Linked DNA regions of Cricetulus griseus: region 2 is linked to region 1. The links are chromatin contacts, called in public Hi-C maps. All regions are on one chromosome and are shown on one strand. The core of a region is the stretch at or near the end of the contact, and the rest is flanking DNA. Distances in the headings are between cores, read along the strand shown. Region 1 holds the start of Dusp5 (dual specificity protein phosphatase 5). Region 2 holds the start of Smndc1 (survival of motor neuron-related-splicing factor 30).

What was found. Hi-C and Micro-C count contacts between places; a contact is called where the count stands out from the background.
Region 2: a Hi-C map of the CHO-K1 cell line shows a contact between it and region 1, with 5 times the contacts expected there. The contact joins the promoter of Smndc1 here to the promoter of Dusp5 in region 1. A contact is called at or near these places in 4 of 8 Hi-C or Micro-C datasets (the CHK-Q cell line, the CHL-YN cell line, the CHO-K1 cell line and 1 more).

Annotation. Positions count from the first base shown.
Region 1 is chr3:8,031,828-8,035,425 of CriGri-PICRH-1.0, forward strand. It overlaps Dusp5 (dual specificity protein phosphatase 5), which reads right to left and starts at 1,676. Exons shown (of 4, transcript XM_027407024.2): 1 at 1,150-1,676. The coding sequence starts at 1,528.
Region 2 is chr3:8,172,936-8,176,533 of CriGri-PICRH-1.0, forward strand. Smndc1 (survival of motor neuron-related-splicing factor 30) reads left to right here and starts at 1,541. Exons shown (of 6, transcript XM_027407025.2): 1 at 1,541-1,736; 2 at 2,655-2,774. The coding sequence starts at 2,655.

The DNA of each region.
Region 1 (3,598 bases), core at 426-2,925:
ATCAAGAAGGGACAGTTAGCAAGAGGTGTTAACAGATAGGGAGCTACTGACCAGCCTCTGGAATCTTCCTGGCCTGCAGTGTGTGAAATTCAAAGTCGCAAGGCTTTGAAAGAGTCTTCCATTCACTGCATCTGAATTCTGAGCCACACTAGGGTTCCTGCACAAGGTGTTCTGTCAACCCGGCTCTGGGGCCCTAATCACCTCTGCACCCAGGCCAGGGCTCCCACACTTATGAGGTTAGACGGCAGGATCAGTCACAGGAAATGACCCAGAAATCAATGATGTGGGGATGTGGGGTTTGAGAGTAAATCACCCACCCACAACCGGAAGCCAAAGTTATCTCCCCAGCAGGTGAAATGGTTGGGCCCGGAGGCCGCCCTTGAAGGCCTAAAACCAAAGGCCACAGAATCTCCTGCATATCTCACTGCCCCTGCGGCACCTCTCCTAACTGGGCTGGCCAGCTGGCAAGTCTCTAACTGAGGCAGTCAGTCCCGGGGACAATCCCCTGCTGGGGAAGGGACCGGGAAAGGGACGGGAAAGCTGTCAGCTCCAAATTAAGCTTTAAGCTCGAGAAAGGCCAAGGATGGGAGAAGGAGGCTGCAGGAAAACAATAAAAAGCAATAAAGCGAGAGGAAGGGGAGGGACTTGCCCGGGTCAAAAAGGCAAGAGGCCCACCAAGACACAGCCTAACGCACGGTAATTGTCTAGGCGGGAAGAAAGGGGACACCGCGGCGCCACTGGCCCGGGGGAGGGTCTCGACTTGTTCGATCGCGCCAGATCTTGTTAAGAAAGACTCGGACCCCCGTAGTCTGCAAGCGGCGCCAGGGCCCAGCACGAGCCCTCGGCCCCCGGAACTGCTAAGGAACACCGCCCGCAGCACCTTCCCAGCCCACCCGGCCCGCAGGACGGACAGGTTGCCAGACGCTTTCGAGGAAAGGCGCCTGGGTGGGGAGCAGGAAGCCCCGGACGCTGACGCTTGCAAGGACCTCCCAGGCGCACGCGAAACCCCGGGGTGCACACTCCCTCGAGTTGCGACTTTCTCCCTGCGCCGCGCGGCGAGGGGAGCCTGGGGACCGCGGTGTCCCCGGCGCAGGGTGCCGGGGGAGCGGGGCGGGTGGCAGGGGGCCCGCGGCTCCCGGGCGAGCTCACCTTTAAGGAAGTAGACCCGCGGGCCGGCGGGCAGGCAGGCCAGCAGCGAAGTGAGCACGACGCGCGCGGCGCTCTCCTCGCGCAGCTTCTGCCAGTGGCGGCTGCCCTGGTCCAGCACGACCACGGCCGCCACGCCGCCGCCGCCCTCCTGCAGCAGCCGGGCGCGCGCCGCCTCGTCGGGCAGCACGTAGCGCGCCGACACCGCGCCGCCCCGGGCCCGCCGCAGCACCACCGAGTTGAGGTTGACGTTGAGCGAGCCGCGCACGCTCGACGCGGCGAAGGCCAGGTAGGGCCGGCAGTCGAGCACCACGCAGCGCGCCTCGGCCTCCTTGCGGAGCATTTTGCGCAGCTGGCGCCCGTCGAGCGACGTGACCTTCATGCCGCCGCCGCCACCCAGCGGCCCAAGGCCGGCGTGCGGGGCTGTGGCCTGGCGAAGGGAGCCCGGCGCGAGGGTCGGCGCGACGCTCTCCCCGGCCCGCGAGGCTCGGTGCCCCGGCCCCGCCACTCGCCGCCCCAGAAAGCCGGGGATTCCGCCGGCAGCGCAGCGTTTTATGTGAATGAGTGCGCGTCCTGTGACGTGACTGCCCATATAAGGCCAAATATGGGTGTTTCCCCGCCCCCTCGGCGCCGGCCACGCCCCTGGGCGGGGCTGCGGGCACCCGCCTCCGCCCCGCGAGCGGGATGCAGGCTTAGTCAGAGCGAGAAAGAGGAAGTGGCGGGCGCCTGCCGCTGCCTCTCTCGGGGGCCCGGCGCGGAGAGTCTCACTCACACATCACCCGGTGGGCCGAGGTGACCCACGCTGTGCGGGAAGAGGAGGAAGCAAACCCGGTTCGAGCCCGACCCCGGGCCGCCCCGTGGTACCCGGGGGCCTCCCCCGGGTGCATCCCGAATGGATTCGGATTCCGGGAGTCAGGAGGCAGCGTCTGAGATGACCCGAGGCGGTGCATGGCTTGGGGATCTTAATGCTGGAGGCTTCTAGCACGTCCTCTCTCTCCACTTTTGCTGTGTCCTGATTTTCCTTAATAAAAAGTTTCTGAAAGTAAACACACAACCCAAAGGGGGAAGTTGGAAGTGGGTGAGACGGGAGAGACAGCAGAATCAAACGGATTCTGCCTCAGAAGGATGGACGGCCCCGCTTGTGTTTCTCTCCGTAGATAAGAACGGTATAGCGCCAGAGCTAATGAGACCGTTTCAAAAAACAAATAAGCAAGTACAATACACCAATTTAGGAGCTGTTCTGTTGTTCCGGGACGCCTGTCTTGAACTCATTAGCAGCAGGGTCCACATGGATCCAACAGAGGGGCTCAGTCCACTAAACTTGTCCAGGTGGCTTCTGGATTTGGGCAGGATTATGGTGGATCAGTGTAATCCCAGGCTGTCTACCCCCGCCATTCTCTCCCGAGTTTCATGCTGGCTGCCTCCATTCCCGGAAAGCTAGGTGTGATTTGTCCCCTCTGCAAGTATTTATTGAGGGCTCTGCTAGCCACCAGGACACGTGAGCTGCAAACGCGTCTCTGCCTCCAAACCCATTGCCAACGAACCATTTTACTGTTAATCTTTTGGTGAAAAAAACATCTGTCCATTAGAGGGAAGTTTATTTACAACAGACATAAGGGGGTGGGATTTTTAAGAGAAAGCAGAAATCAATTTCCGAGATCAAATCAATCGACCCCAACAACAGTAATAGCTGGCATTGCATCAGGACCATAGATAGCAGTGTTCAGTCAAAAGTCCTGAGTACACAGTGACTGGCCTGTGATCCCAGCAGGCGTGGGGTGGGGGAAGAGCTGAGAAACCAAGGCCATAGACCTGTCTAAAAAAACAAAATAAGTAAACAAAAGATGCCGGCCTAGCCCTGACTGCGGTCCCCCTGATGCCATAGGTGGGTTTTGTTGTCTGGGGTTATCTGCTGCAGCTTCCCCATAACCGGCTCTTCATCAGGAGGGTTCTGTCTGAGTAACCATCGGTCTCCACCCCCTAGGCATTTCATTCCAGCGAAGACACAGGGGCTAGACTCTGTGAGGTGTATGGAACACCACTGTACGCAGGATTCACTCCATGGTGGGGTGGAAGCTAGAGGAAGTTTCTCTGAGATGAGAGCTAGGACAAACTTCCAAGAATGAAAAGAAAACACGTGATGTTAAGGAAACAATAGAACAACCAAAGAAACAAAAAAAAAAAACCCAAACAACCCAGCATACTATGTGCTGGAGGTGCGCCAATGATGACTGCAGAAGCTCAGCTCAGGGACAAGCTCAGTATTAAGACACGAGGCTTCTGTGCTTTCTCGGACAAGGAGAAAGTCTTGTAGTGCACATGGCAAACTCCCTGCCTGTCCTTGTCTCCCCAGGGATGGCATGAGCCCTGTTTTTTTTCTTCTCTTTGGTTCATTTCCTTTCCCTGATTTTTGGTTACGTTGTTTACTGTATGGTTTGTTAATTGTATTTAT
Region 2 (3,598 bases), core at 291-2,790, 140 kb after region 1:
CCGAAACTCGCTACACAGAGCAGGCCTGCCTCAGAGTCGGATCTGCCGGCCCCCGCCTCTCTGCCCCTACCCTGCCCCCCGCCAGTCTGACCCTGCCTCTGCCTCCCTACCCCTGCCCCCACCTCTCTGCCCCTGCCCCACCTCTCTGCCCCCTGCCCCGCCTCTCTGCCCCTGCCCCCACCTCTCTGCCCTACCCCCGCCTCTCTGCCCCTGCCCCCCGCCTCTCTGCCCCTGCCTCTCTGCCCCTACCCCTGCCTCTCTGCCCCTGCCTCTCTGCCCTGCCCTCTCTACCCCTGCCCCCGTCTCTCTACCCCTGCCCCGGCCTCTCTGCCCCTGCCTCTGCCTCTCTACCCCTGCCCCCGTCTCTCTGTCCCCGTCTCTCTGCCCCTGCGCCCACCTCTCTACCCCTGCCCCCGTGTCTCTGCCCCCGTCTCTCTGCCCCTGCCACCCACCTCTCTACCCCTGCCCCGTCTCTCTGCCCCTGCCCCGCCTCTTCTGCCCCTGCCTCTGCCTCTTACCCCTGCCCCCCGTGTCTCTGCCCCCGTCTCTCTGCCCCTGCGCCCACCTCTCTACCCCTGCCCCCGTCTCTCTGTCCCCGTCTCTCTGCCCCTGCCTCTGCCTCCCTACCCCTGTCCCCGCCTCTCTGCCCCTGCCCCCGCCTCTCTGCCCCTGCCTCTCTACCCCTGCCCCCGTCTCTCTACCCCCACCACGTCTCTCTGCCCCTACCTCTGCCTCTCTGCCCCTGCCCCGCCTCTCTACCCCCGTCTCTCTGCCCCTGCCCCCGCCTCTCTGCCCCTACCCCCGTCTCTCTGCCCCTGCCCCAGCCTCTCTGCCTCTCTACCCCTGCCCCCGTCTCTGTATCCTCGTCTCTCTGCCCCTGCCCCCGCCCCCGCCTCTCTGCCCCTACCCACGCCTCTCTGCCCCTGCCCCCGCCTCTCTGCCCCTGCCTCTGCCTCTCTACCCCTGCCCCCGTCTCTCTATCCCCGTCTCTCTGCCCCCGCCCCCGCCTCTCTGCCTCCCCCGTCTCTCTTGCCCCTGCCCCCGCCCTCTCTGCCCCTGCCTCTCTGCCCCTGCCCCCGTCTCTCTACCCCCGCCTCTCTGCCCTTGCCCCCGCCTCTCTGCCCCTGCCCCCGCCTCTCTGCCCCTGCCCCCGCCTCTCTGCCCCCGCCTCCCCGGGGCGGGGCCGCAGGCGCCCTTAGGCCCCGCCACTCTCGGCACTAACCCCCTGCCTCGTGTCCTCACCCCTGCCGGGAAGGCTCGCGAGCGCTCGCCCCGGCATCCAGACGGGGCAGCCCACGGGAGGACGCCCCGCCCCCGCCCGCCCCCGCCGCCCCGCCCCCCCGCCGCCGCTCCGGGAGGAACTGACGCAAGAGGAGCCCGCACTCTGCGCCAGGCGCAGCGCAGACGCGTCACTTCCGCCCCAGTGAGGCCACACCCACCCCGCCTCCAGAGGCCGCCGACGCCGGCCGCTGAGAGGACGCCGGGAGTCATGTGACGCCAGCGCCACTCCGCGAGAGCCCGCGCGTCTCGCGAGATCTGAGTCGCCTTGTCTCTTCCTCCTGCGGGAGCCCGGCTTTCCTCCCCTCCCCCCGCGCCGCCGCTGGAGTTTTCCCTCTTGAGACCGAACCTTCTCGTCGCCGTGGACTTCGCCCCCGTCGCCGCCGCTGCTGCCGCCGCCGCCGCTGGGCCCGCTTCCCCGACCCCTGCCCGCCGCCCCGTCCCCAGCCCCGCCCAAGGTAACGAGCCTCGGACGGACGGACGGACGGACGGAGGGTGTAGGCCTCGCCGGGCCTCGGCCTGGAGTAGAGACGGAGGCCGCGGGGTCCCGGCGCGGGCAGCGTGTGGGGCCGGCCGCGCTCGCACCCCGAGTGGGCCGCCCGGGCCGGCGGGGAGGCTTCCGGGCCCAGGCGGCGAGCGTGGCCGGCCCGGGGAAGCCGGCGGGCGGGCGGGCGGCCGGGGGACAGGCCCGGGAGGATGGTGGATGCGGGGCGCCGCCGTTTCCATGGAAGCGGAGCTCCGAGCTTCCCGCTGCGAGCGGCGGGCGCAGCTGTGGCGGGGCGGGGGCCGGGGAGGGGGAGCGGCCCGGACGCGGTCCTGCAGCCCGTGTGCCCCGCACGCAGTGCAGCCCCGAGCTGCGCCCCCGAGACGGCCGGCCGCGGCGGGGACGGGGCTCCGCAGGCCGCGCTCGCCCGACGCCAGGGCCGCAGAAGCGCCTTGCGCAGCGCTGTCTGGCTTTGGAAGGGCTCGCCCGTCCTCGCTTGCCTGGTCTCACTCTGCCCACCGGGGAGAAGCTTGTCGGAAGCCCGGCGGTGCTGGCGTCCGCCTTTACTCCCAGCACTCGGGACGCAGAGACAGGCGCGGGGAGCTCTGTGAGTGCGACACCAGCCTGGCCCACAGAGCGACTGCCCGGACAGCCTCCAAAGCCACACAGACAGACCCTGCCTTTCTTCAAGCAGATCGCTTTCTCTGACATGCTGTAGTCCATAGGATTTATTGCTTTGAAGTTTGGGGGTTAGCTATATCTGAAGAAAGTACAAGTGATGAGGAATAAAACGAGCTGGGAGCAGAAGTGATAACTTAGGCCGGTTGGAGGACCATTTTTGTAGTTCGGCGTTTGACTCAGCTCGTATGGTTTTTTTCATTTTTTTCCTCAGATGTCAGAGGACCTGGCAAAACAGTTGGCTAGCTACAAAGCTCAGCTCCAGCAAGTAGAAGCTGCCTTGTCTGGGAACGGAGAAAATGAAGACCTCTTGAAATTGAAGAAGGATTTGCAAGTAAGGATAAGTGGACAGTTGGAGTTGATGTTGCTTGAAAGAATATTTGTTTTTCTCAAATGAAGTGTTGTTCAGAATTCATAGGCACTTAAAGCACCCGTGAAGAAGGGGCTCCCTGCTTGCATACATACATACATACATACATACATACATACATACATACATACATACGCACGCACGCACGCACGCACGCACGCTGTGTACGCACCGGTGAAGAAGGGGCTCCCTGCTTGCTTGCATACATACATACATACATACATACATACTCCCTGCTTGCATGCATACATACATACATACATACATACATACGCACGCACGCACGCACGCACGCACGCACGCACGCACGCACGCACGCACGCTGTGTACGCACCGGTGAAGAAGGGGCTCCCTGCTTGTATTCACACACGCGGGCACCCAGGCTTCTGTGGTTGCTTTCTCCATTAGGTGTACATTGGAATGAATGAAACACTCATGGTTTTGTAACTCTTGTGTGTGCTTTTAGGAGCTCATGAGAAGAAACGTTGCAACTGAGTATGCGTTTATTTTTAAAGATTTGACAAGGAAACTTAGTTCAAAAGGTAACAGTGTTAAAGGAGGAAAGGATACCCGGATTAAGGTCCATTTCACTGAACCAAAAACTGTGACCATGGTTCTCCGCACTAATGGGGTACACCTTTTGTAAAAACACTCATGATGTGCTTACACGGGGATGTGTAAAGAGATCCCATTCTGCCCATGTTGTAAGTGTTTGGACTTAGGACTTGGCTTTGTAGTTGTGCCTGTCTAAGTTGAATTGGTGTAAAAGGAGACATAACTTTCACGGG